3 separate regions of the Mus musculus genome follow, and regions 1 and 2 are each linked to region 3. A link is a contact called in public Hi-C and HiChIP or PLAC-seq data. All regions are on one chromosome and are shown on one strand. Each heading gives the region's core, a stretch centred on a gene start, on an enhancer-like site or on the middle of the called end of the contact. The rest is flanking DNA. Distances are from core to core; before and after follow the strand shown. Region 1 overlaps Ndufaf2 (NADH:ubiquinone oxidoreductase complex assembly factor 2). Region 2 overlaps Zswim6 (zinc finger SWIM-type containing 6). Region 3 overlaps Gm31452 (a long non-coding RNA gene).

What was found. A called contact is a pair of places that touch in the nucleus more often than the background predicts. HiChIP or PLAC-seq counts read pairs in DNA pulled down with a chosen protein or histone mark.
Region 1: a contact with region 3 is called in an H3K27ac HiChIP or PLAC-seq map of microglia, with 7 times the contacts expected there. The contact joins two enhancer-like sites. A contact is called at or near these places in 2 of 115 datasets of contacts at active chromatin or transcription factors (embryonic basal ganglia and microglia).
Region 2: a contact with region 3 is called in a Hi-C map of CD8 T cells, with 6 times the contacts expected there. The contact joins two enhancer-like sites. A contact is called at or near these places in 1 of 484 Hi-C or Micro-C datasets (CD8 T cells) and 2 of 115 datasets of contacts at active chromatin or transcription factors (astrocytes and pancreatic cancer cells).

The regions. Positions count from the first base shown.
Region 1 is chr13:108,076,629-108,079,733 of GRCm38.p6, forward strand. The region is part of intron 3 of Ndufaf2 (NADH:ubiquinone oxidoreductase complex assembly factor 2); the gene reads right to left. Among named protein-coding and RNA genes, the nearest start is that of Smim15, 34 kb to the left of the region's middle. Within about 2 kb of position 1,338, at least 16 of the 459 cell types and tissues checked have an H3K27ac peak or open chromatin away from gene starts, as enhancers often do. A contact at or near this core is called in microglia, where this site is marked.
Region 2 is chr13:107,829,650-107,833,092 of GRCm38.p6, forward strand. All of the region lies in intron 5 of Zswim6 (zinc finger SWIM-type containing 6), which reads right to left. Among named protein-coding and RNA genes, the nearest start is that of Zswim6, 59 kb to the right of the region's middle. Within about 2 kb of position 1,707, at least 111 of the 459 cell types and tissues checked have an H3K27ac peak or open chromatin away from gene starts, as enhancers often do. A contact at or near this core is called in CD8 T cells, where this site is marked.
Region 3 is chr13:107,099,784-107,103,242 of GRCm38.p6, forward strand. The region is part of intron 4 of Gm31452 (a long non-coding RNA gene); the gene reads left to right. Among named protein-coding and RNA genes, the nearest start is that of Gm41051, 20 kb to the right of the region's middle. Within about 2 kb of position 1,993, at least 105 of the 459 cell types and tissues checked have an H3K27ac peak or open chromatin away from gene starts, as enhancers often do. A contact at or near this core is called in CD8 T cells and microglia, where this site is marked.

The sequences.
Region 1 (3,105 bases), core at 88-2,587, 980 kb after region 3:
GAACCAGGAGAGTAGGACCAGAAAACTGTTTCGAGTTCAGGGCCAACCTGGGCTACAGTGCAAGAGCCTATCTTTCAAAACAAAACAATTTCTTTCTTCTTTTTTTCCCTCTCTCTTAAGTTGAAGTTTGCAGGACTAATGCCACACGTTTGTCATGAAAAAAATATTATAATCCCTTCCCTCGAAGCAGCTACTTTACACATTCTATTTGCCTCTGAGTGGTCGTTTGCAGGGCTAGGGATGCACGTGGAGGCTCAAGTGTGTTAGTAAAGCCTTAAGCATGGGCTCTAACCCAGTGCTCACCTGCCCTTTACGGTCACCTGCCCTTTACGGTGCCAGCCAAGGCTGAAACAAGGATCAAAGAACTGCTGAAGAGCTACACGGAAGGCTCTGCCTCTTAAGCATTCTGCAGCAGCCATGAAACACCACATCACGCCTTTGTTCTTCAGATTTAAGCTTTGTGAGTTAACTCTTTTTGACTAGAAATGAGTTATCCCGCCCGTTTCCCAAAAGCCAACAGTTACAGATCAATGTGCAATATCTGCATGGATATTTTGAACTGGACTGTTTTCTCCTTCACAAGTATGAACCTGGAGTTTCCAACTGGAAGGGAAGGAGCTATTGCCGGTGTGAACTATCACCAAGAGAATTTACCATCATCCTTTTCTGCAGACTTAGCGCTGATAGGAGTTGTTATTTAATACACGGCACAGGCCTCGACTTCACCAGTTGGGCCTAACTATCCTCCACAGTCAAGTCCTACCCCAGCGCAGTGTTAGGTTTCCTGAACTTAGCTGTCCACAACACTGACATGACAGGGCTGAAGTTTGATGGAATGTCTCCCAACTTATGTTTTCTGATCATTTTCTCATGTTATATTAGGCTTATGCATTTTGTAAGTTATTTTACAGATGATGCCGTATTCTATGCCTTAAACAAGAAGATACTCGTAACATCAATTTTGTATGGCTTAGCAAAACATTTGACCATCTGGCTAGGGTTTTGTCTGCCAGATTTATCTGGTAAGAAGGTCTAGTTCCCCTTTTGTAAGCAGTACGGAATTCACGGTGCTATGCTTTCAGCCTGGGAGGCCTGCTAGAACACAGAAAGCAGGCGTTTCAGTATCTGTAGATGACACTTCCCCGAATCAGTGATGGCTTTGAGAGAAGGAAATTGTAACAATTAACTTTATTGTTTCTTCTACTAAATGGTCAGCAGCAGATTACAACTAAAAATTTTCCAATCAGTTCCTGGTTTTTAGCACCAGGTCACCCACATTCAGTTTCCAGACACTGCTGACTGACTATAAAGCACTGTGAGTTCTGTGCTCACGTTGGGTTACTTCCTAACCGTTTTTGGCAAGGCTGTTACCAACTGTCTGTATGCTTTCTAGCCCCCAAAGCATAGATGCCATCTTGGCCTTTTAAAATGTTCTCTGTTGCTGTCATTTCCATTAGACTTGTAAATGTGAAGTGCTCCGTTAACTCCCCACCTTAGGAATGCCGTATCTTTCCCTAGTTCCAAGTTTACATAATTGGCACACAAGATGGAACTCCTGGGATATGCTGTTTGTGCACTTCCATGTTTTCTGAGAGTCACCCATATTCATAGTCCACTTCTCTCAGTCTGTGGTGCTGGACCCCAGAGTGTGAACATGCTACAGTTTCCTTATACGTTTCGACCACAATCCTAAAAAGATGAGATTTGGGGTAAGAAGGGTCTACTTTTCGCAAGAACATATACTCCTACCCTGTAATTTAAGTCTACAGGAAAGTAGGGCTATATATGCCTAAGAATACAGAGCACAGAGAACTCAATAAATATCGGTTACTTGGAGACAACGTTGAAATAAATAGGCCTTAAAAATTCAGAAGCAATCTTCCTCTCTGAATGTTAAACTGCAAAATCAACATATTATAGGCCAGAGCAGGGAAGTGGCAGGCCAGCAGCCTCTGACTAGAATATAACTGCAGTAACAGTATGAGAGACGCCGGGCGTGGTGGCACATGCCTTTAATCCCAGCACTTGGGAGGCAGAGGCAGGCGGATTTCTGAGTTCGAGGCCAGCCTGGTCTACAAAGTGAGTTACAGGACAGCCAGGGCTATACAGAGAAACCCTGTCTTGAAAATAAAACAAACAAACAAAACAGTACGAGAGACACGGCACTCAGAATAGGGAGCAGAGAAGAGGAGACTCGAGAGACAAATGCTGGCAGATAATCCTGATAAACACTGTCCTGGAGAGTCTTAGCCAGCACATGACACTTTTTGATTCCAATCTATCAGACTCTGCCTTATATTGAGAGACAACAGAAACAACAACCGTTCCCAAGCACTTGCACTGCTTGGTCAGCCTGAGTCAGTTGTAAGATGGACAGAATAGGCAACACTAAATAAGTATGAAGCAACTAAGCATTTAATTCATACATTCCCCTCATTTGAATACTAACCAAGCTCCTGTTGCCCCCACTGTAATCCAGTACTTGGAGTTCTGGTAACCACTTCAAGACCATGCGATTCAGAGTTAAACGACCTTCAGCCTAGACAATGAGTCTCTGGAGCTTCCAGCCCAGAGTCCAGATCATGGTCCAGGAAGCAAGCAAAGCCACGCTAAGTGCGCCTACACATCTCCCGAACTTAGTCCACATCAGCACCATTTCCAAGCGCCTCTGACTGCTCTGTCTCCATTGGTTCCTTGAACTCCTTTTTCCCTTCATGAAGCACATGTTAAAAGTAAAGACGGCAGACTGTTAATATTATAGCTTTCTTTTTTACTGTCTGTAAACATATTACTGAATCATCATGCATTTTGTCAATAATTAGCAATAAACATAACCACTTTTCAAACAGAAGACTGCATTATGCTTCCAACTATTGTTAGTCTGAAAAGAACGATATTTTTAAACATTTGCTACTAATGGCTTCTAATAGACTAAGAGTCAGGGAAAGTCTACCTCATTAGCTTTGTGAAAGAGAGCTCACATTGTACCGCACTGAAGGCCGCGTGCTGAGCCGTCCTGACATACAGTACCTGAATGTGAACCCCTCTGAAAACAGAGCAGGCAATGTTCAGCTTGGAAATATGTTTTACAAGGTTAATCTATAA
Region 2 (3,443 bases), core at 457-2,956, 730 kb after region 3:
TAACATACACACATCATAACCCTAGCTGACCCAAAAGCAGATACCGAAAGACAGGTTTTTAAAAAACTAGTGATGATGTCTTTAACTGTGACCTTTGTGCAGAAAAGGGGTCTGGAAACTCACATGGCCAATCACAATCATCTTATATTGTTACATACAAGTGCATGTTTTTATCCTAAATATTGCCATAAAACACACACATGCACACTTTGAGAAGAAAACACTCCAATTATTACAATACTGCTATAAAAACTCAGAACACCCTTAAATTCTGTCAGTTTAGCACTGCCCTCAGAAGCCCTTGGGTAATTTGTGACTGACCATTTTGCCTCTGCCAAACTTGCAAAGTCCAAGTTTGTGTGGTGTATTTTTTCTTAGTCTATAAGCCTCTTCACATAATTAAACCCTCGTGACTCACAGGATGGGTGACCACGACGCCTAATGGAATGATCAAGATCACGCAGAAGAAGTTGGATTTTTTTTTTTAAAGAATTACTTATTTACTTATTATGTGAGTACACTGTAGCTGTCTTCAAACACACCAGAAGAGGGCATCAGATCCCATTACTGATGGTTGTGAGCCACCATGTGGTTGCTGGGAGCTGAACTCAGGACCTCTGGAAGAGCAGTCAGTGCTCTTAACTGCTGAGCCATCTCTCTCTAGCTCCAGAAGATGTTTCTTAACAGTCAATTAAAATGAACAGCAGAGGTAACTTCAGCAGCCAATCAAAGCAGCCTTTCTTTGTTAACCTAGTCAAGTCACTGAAGTTTTCCAGGAAGTTCAGTGACCCCTTTTCAGAGCCTTCATCCAGGACTGTCCCAGGTCCACTACCCACACCTCAAGTTGCCTAAACACCCTACACACAAAAATAGCTAATAAATTTGTGATTCTCACTCACATTAACCAAGAGCTAGAAGACGAACAAAACTCTCAGCTATGACTAAGCAAAATGATTTAATTAAGTCAAGAAAAACAAATGTGAACGGTGAAGTTAACTGTTAACAGGCACAGAAAAGGGACAGATTTAAGAGAAAAACAGCTCTAAGCCTAGTAAAGATGCCATCATGGTTAAAGCCAACATTTTTCTTCAAAGGCTAATGTGTCAGCCTCAATAACCCAGAGCTATCGTGTCCAGGATGGTTTTCATGCAGATATTTTCGAATTTGACTCTTTTTCACTTATATTTCCCTATTTTTTGATCTCTGCTTTACACTGCATGAGAGCTTCTTAGATTTCTTTCCTGTGCCAAGTCAAAAATAAAAATGGATTTTAGTAACAAAAGTCAAAGGTCTCAGTATCCAGCAAAAACCACCTTTCTGTTCCTTCATCCGAAAAATCTGCAAGACTTTACAGTCTCTTCCTTTCTCAAAAGAGGGGAAATAGAGTTTGAAATATCCAAGTTAATATGTAAGTTATATTTGGTTTTGTTTAAAATTAAACAGAAGCCGTACCGAACTTACAAAAAAGAAAGTTGTTGTCTTTTACTACAAAGTATCATTATCGACAATCTTAGTATTAAAAACTCCTAACCTGCTCCCTCACCCCAAGGTTTCTGTAACCCTCTCCGGCACCCAAAGCGATCCGACCCTCTCGTTGTCAATCACTTACGGATCCCGCCCTGCCCCGCCCCTCCCCGCCCACTCCAGCAAGCAGAGTCTGAGCACCGCTCTGGCCTGGGGCTGAACCGGTGGCGCTGACGTCAGCTGGCGACCGCGGCCGCATTCCTAAACAGTTCAGACAAACCCAGTGGTGGGAAGCTTCGAAAGCCCTCAGCTGTAGTGAGGGAAGCAAGGGCTTGGCTGGCAGCCAGACTCCTGAGCTCAGCATTTTGTAATGCACTTCCTTTTTACTTAACAGCTTGCATAATGCCCTTAACCCTTTCTTACCTGCATCTCACCTTTAACCCCTTCTTTTCTGGGTCCAAAACATTCCTTGCAACTCAGTCTTCCCATGAGTCTGTAATATGTTCTCACCAAATCACAACTGATTGACTTTTAATACTGCTGAAGACGGAATTTAATTAAACACACATGCTCCCCACTACCTAACTAAAGTACCCAAATTTTGCTTCTGAAAATAACGTTAATTTTTAAGCATAAAAACATTTTATTAATTCTTAAGCCTTTTTTTTCCTAATGATAATAATACTGAAGAATAAACTAGGACCCTGAGCAGGCTATGCATGGGAACGCTATCGCTGAGCTACACTGCAGCACTAAATATTCTAATATTCTCAAGACCCTTCATAATTTATGCTTTCAGAAACTTTTTTGTGTATATATAGAGTAGCTTCAAATAGGTCACACTGCAGAGCAAAGGGCATACAGTGGCAGAATAGCTACCCAGCCCTATCTCTGGCAGCATGGTGCTCAGTAGGGACTAACTCCACAGCTAGACAGCAAGTTTAAGGTCAGCCTGGACTACATTAAACCATCTTTAATTACAACACCTCCATGGAGCATCACTGGATCCCAGGCAACACCTGCACTGGACATTGAGTGTGTGCACACCTCCTTCACAGAGGCTGTCTAGCACCCTCTCGCTGCTGCTACCTGAAGCTGCACATCTTCTCGAGCATCTCTCGAGCTCTGCATTTTGTACTGTGTGTTCCCTTTGTGACACACGACTGCAGAGTCTTTGCTCAGCCGCTGTTACCAAAATTCTTTTTGGAGAACAGATTTCAGTACTTTAATGCACACTGTTCATCCTTGGGATGCAGCAGGGCATGTTTACCCTTTAAGAGCAGATTGCTTCTTTGTAGACGATCCCACCATACCCTTTGTTCAATTTTCTATTGGTCTTTCAGTCTTCCTAATGTGTAGTTGCTTTACTTAAAATTCATTTTTATTTTGTTTTTGTTTTTCAACAGGCTGAAGAGGTGGCTCAGCAGCTAAGCGCACCTGAGCTCTTGGAAGGGGATCGAGGTTTTGTTCTCGGTACCCACAATACAGGCTCACAACTGCCTAAAACTCCAACCGCAGGGGATCTGACACCCTCTTCTGACCTTCCAGGCACCTAGACATACATATACTTAGGCACACACAAATATACATAAAAGACCTGAATAAATCTTCAAAAAATTTTACATATACATGAGTGTGTGTGCACAGCATACATGTACAGGTCAGAAGACATCCTCAGAGAATTGGTTTTCCCCATGTGTGTCCACCATATGCATCCTAGGGATCCAACTCAAGCCATTAGACTTGGTGGCAGTTGTCTTCTCCTGCTGAGCCATCGTGTCATACTGGGGTGGTCTGAGTGAAAGTGGCCCATAAACTCATAAGAAGTGACATTACTGAACATGTGGCCTTGTTATAGTCTTGTGGTTGTTGGAGGAAGTGTGTCACAGGGGTGGACTTCCCACTGTGACAATGATGGACTAAATCTCTGAACTGTAAGCCAGCCCCTATTAAATGTTTTCTTTTGTAAGAGTTCTTGT
Region 3 (3,459 bases), core at 743-3,242:
TTAATTTTGTCTTCCTCTAGAAACCCATGCCTTCCTTCCACCAGCTGCTGTTGACACATCAGGCAAGAGGTAGGGGTAAAAGTCTCTCTGGAGAGGTGATAGGTGATCAGACTCACAAAAGAAGAGAAAGAAGTCAGTCCCGAGGATGGGGGGCTAGAGGTGAGGAACGACTTCGCTCTAAAGCCCCAAGGTTTCTCTAAAGAACAGCGAGAGAAGAGCATCGGAGGTCCTAGGAGAGCTGATTAAGTTTTAATCTCATAGGGACTTGAGGCCCGCTGCGAGAAATGTGGATTTCATTTTGATGGTAATTTTTCTGTAGAGAGAGAGAGCAGGGCAGTTACACGAGCTAGAAAGAGTTTAATTACTGATATCTGACAGCATGCCTCAAATTCACTCCGGAGATTTATTTAAAAGGCAGATATTTTACAACCTCCTACTCAGAAAATTCTTAAGTCCGCAAGGCCTAGGAATCTGCATTTTAGAACTGAGCCCTAGAGTGACCATTTAAATAGCATCATCCCCCTAGTGGTGCATATTTGAAATTGCAGATGAAGCAAATTTGTAGCAGTTTATGTTGACTTTTTCACATACATGTATATTTTATGTGTAAAGTAATATTTTACACCTATAAGGACACTGGCTATAAGTAATCTAACTTTAAGGGGTGGAAGCTCTATCACCAGTAATTATGGTGATTATGTGGAGACAGCTCTCAGAAATATTAACATGAAAATGTGAGCTTGGTAAATAGTAATTAATCGGTTATCATGATGTTAGAGAACAGTATTAGCTTTGAAACCACAGCCTGGTTGACTATTAGGGTGCTATGAAATTAGTATAATTGCAACAGTGCAGGCAAGATCAAAAGATACTGGCTTTTCCTAAATGTCATATAATGTTCACAGGGACACCTGCAGCTCAGCTCAAACCACCCAGGACAGAAGATCGACCCAGTCCCCAGGGGTGTATATTCCCCTAGCCAGGATAGAGCAAGTTCTTGTTAGAATGCTAGTAGTTTGTCATTTAGGGTTGAAAATGTCTCCTTCAGAGTCTCAGCCCACACCAGTTCTCTTACACCAGTCCCGTTGTTCCGTAGTTCCTGGGGCTCAGAGGCCTTCCACCTCCCCTGGGCTTGCAGTAGTAGATGGAAGGTCAGGGGCAAGGTAGGGGCGGAGCTCTATCTGGGAGGACATACTGTGTCTGCAAGCAGGTGTTCTGGTAGATAATTCTGGCTTTGCACTCGGTTTGTTTGTTCTCAGAGTCTCCCAGAGTTTTTCTTATACACCCACCCCATGCTTTCCCTCGTTTGGCACAGACCCACTTTTGAGTTAGAAGATTATCTAGTCCAAATCACTTTCATTCCAGATGAGGAAGCAGCTGTCACAATTGCGGAAGTTCCAGCCAGCAGCAGACAGCTGTCTGTCTGGTGCTGATATCTTGGCATGGACCAATAGGACCCTCAGGTCAACTTCTTTTCTGAAGCTATCTTTCAGCAGTTGTTTATTCTCTGATCTCCCTCTATAACAGACCTCCCATCCCTTTCCCGCTCATTGTTTGTTTGTTTTTATTTTGTTTCTTTGAATCTCTGTCTCCCCTTCATCTTGACTAGCTGTTTAATACATGAAAAACTTGAGAAAAATCAGGCTTTATTCTAAGAGAAACCCAAATGAAACCTCAGCCATCAAACCTTCACTAACTAAATTATGCAGTGTTTGTGTCACCTCCTGATTTGTTTTTGTGGGTTAAGCCTCTCAAAGGGAAAAAAGGCTCATTTGTTGCAACCCGTAGGAGAAAGACTTGGAAGGAGGAAATAGAAAACAAGAGGTAAGCTGAGCCGAAGGATCACATATCCAGCGAAAGGAATACGAAATGAGAATCTGGACATGCCCGCGTGTATTTTTCCATTTGGAAACAACGCGGTCACAACTGGTGTATTTACTGTTTCCTCTAGACTCACTTGCCCTTGGGGGTAAGTACTCTGCAAGAGACGCTAGCCTGCCCCCTAGTGGCTGCTGAGGACATGCACTCGTATCCCAGGGCTGCGGCTTGACTGTCCGCAGAGAGAAGCTGAGGAAAGTCACTCTGAGAGGGAGCAACTCTCCTGTAAATACAGTAGATGGAGACACACACTGAAAGACTGGATCCCCATGAGCCTCGATTTCATTTGCTCTGAGAAACTGTTCAGCATTCTGAATTGTCGAAGATAGATAGATTTGAATTTAATGTATGCATGATGCTTCATGCGACCAGTGTTTGATTTGTAAAACACAACAACAAAAAACCCTAATGTGAAGATTTTAAGTACAAGCGGTACCTGAATCTGCTGACCTTTCACACTATTAATTTGTGCAGAGCTTTAGCGTAGGAGGAGACAAGGATACAGAAGTTAGGGAAGCCCAGATCCCGTTCTTTGGGACCCTCTGATGGGAAGGAACACATATTTGCACATAGTTACAACACATGGCAGAGGTACAGCCAGAGAGGCGACATGTATGCCGATGTCTTATTTAATATTTATCATGAAGGTTTTTATATTGTAAATTAAGTGCATTTATCTTTTGTTATCTGAGAAGAAATCTGTAACAGTGGATTTCTGTGGCGTGCAATAAAGACCTTCCTACATAGGAGGAGAAAGTTCAGAAAGGTCAAGTAATTTGCACTCATTGAGCAGCAGAGAAATATCATCCCTGCGATTCAAATTTGGCTGTCTGCTTTTACTGTCGGCTCAATTAACTTTGACAGAGCTATACTGAGAGCCTACCCGGCACCAGCTTTGTGCTGGAGGTGTGAAGAGGAAGATGCCATTACCGGTCTTAGGGTTAGTGTCCTGCAGGGAACTAGACTGTGAAGAAAAACTTGCACTCTGTTGTGACTGATGCGGTAGTGGACATGCGCAGATTTTACCTCTGGAGCCCAGTGGCAGGCCTTCTGTCACCTGATCCCGATAACTGACTGTGAGCGACTGATTAGGAATTTGTCACTTGGCCTAAGGCAATCATATTTAAAATAGATCTAATAATGGGTATCTGCCCAGGAGGTTAGACCACTCATGGATGACAGCCAGATGTGTCAGAGACAGCAGCCAACAAGAGAAACTCAGAAAAGTCCAGAATCAAAGTAGCAAGCAAGCAAGCAAGCAAGCAAGCAAGCAAGCAAGCAAGCAAGCTGGTGTGCCCGAGCATGGATGGCATCCCTGCATTTGGGAGACAGAGACAGAAGTTTAAAGTCATCCTCAGCTACATAGAATAGTGGGGAATCAGTGTTGGGAAACATTAAAAGCAAAATGAAACAAAATAAGTGGAGGGAGCAGCTGAATTGGTAGGGAGGAAGGCAGAGGCTAAAGAGTGTAGACTGTGGGTGTGGCCCTCACATTCAAAGCTGCTTCCCTATGGGTGTGGCGCTACAAGAGCAGGCGCATACCTGCCCAGATGGACCCTGTGCGTCCTCATCGCTGCTCCC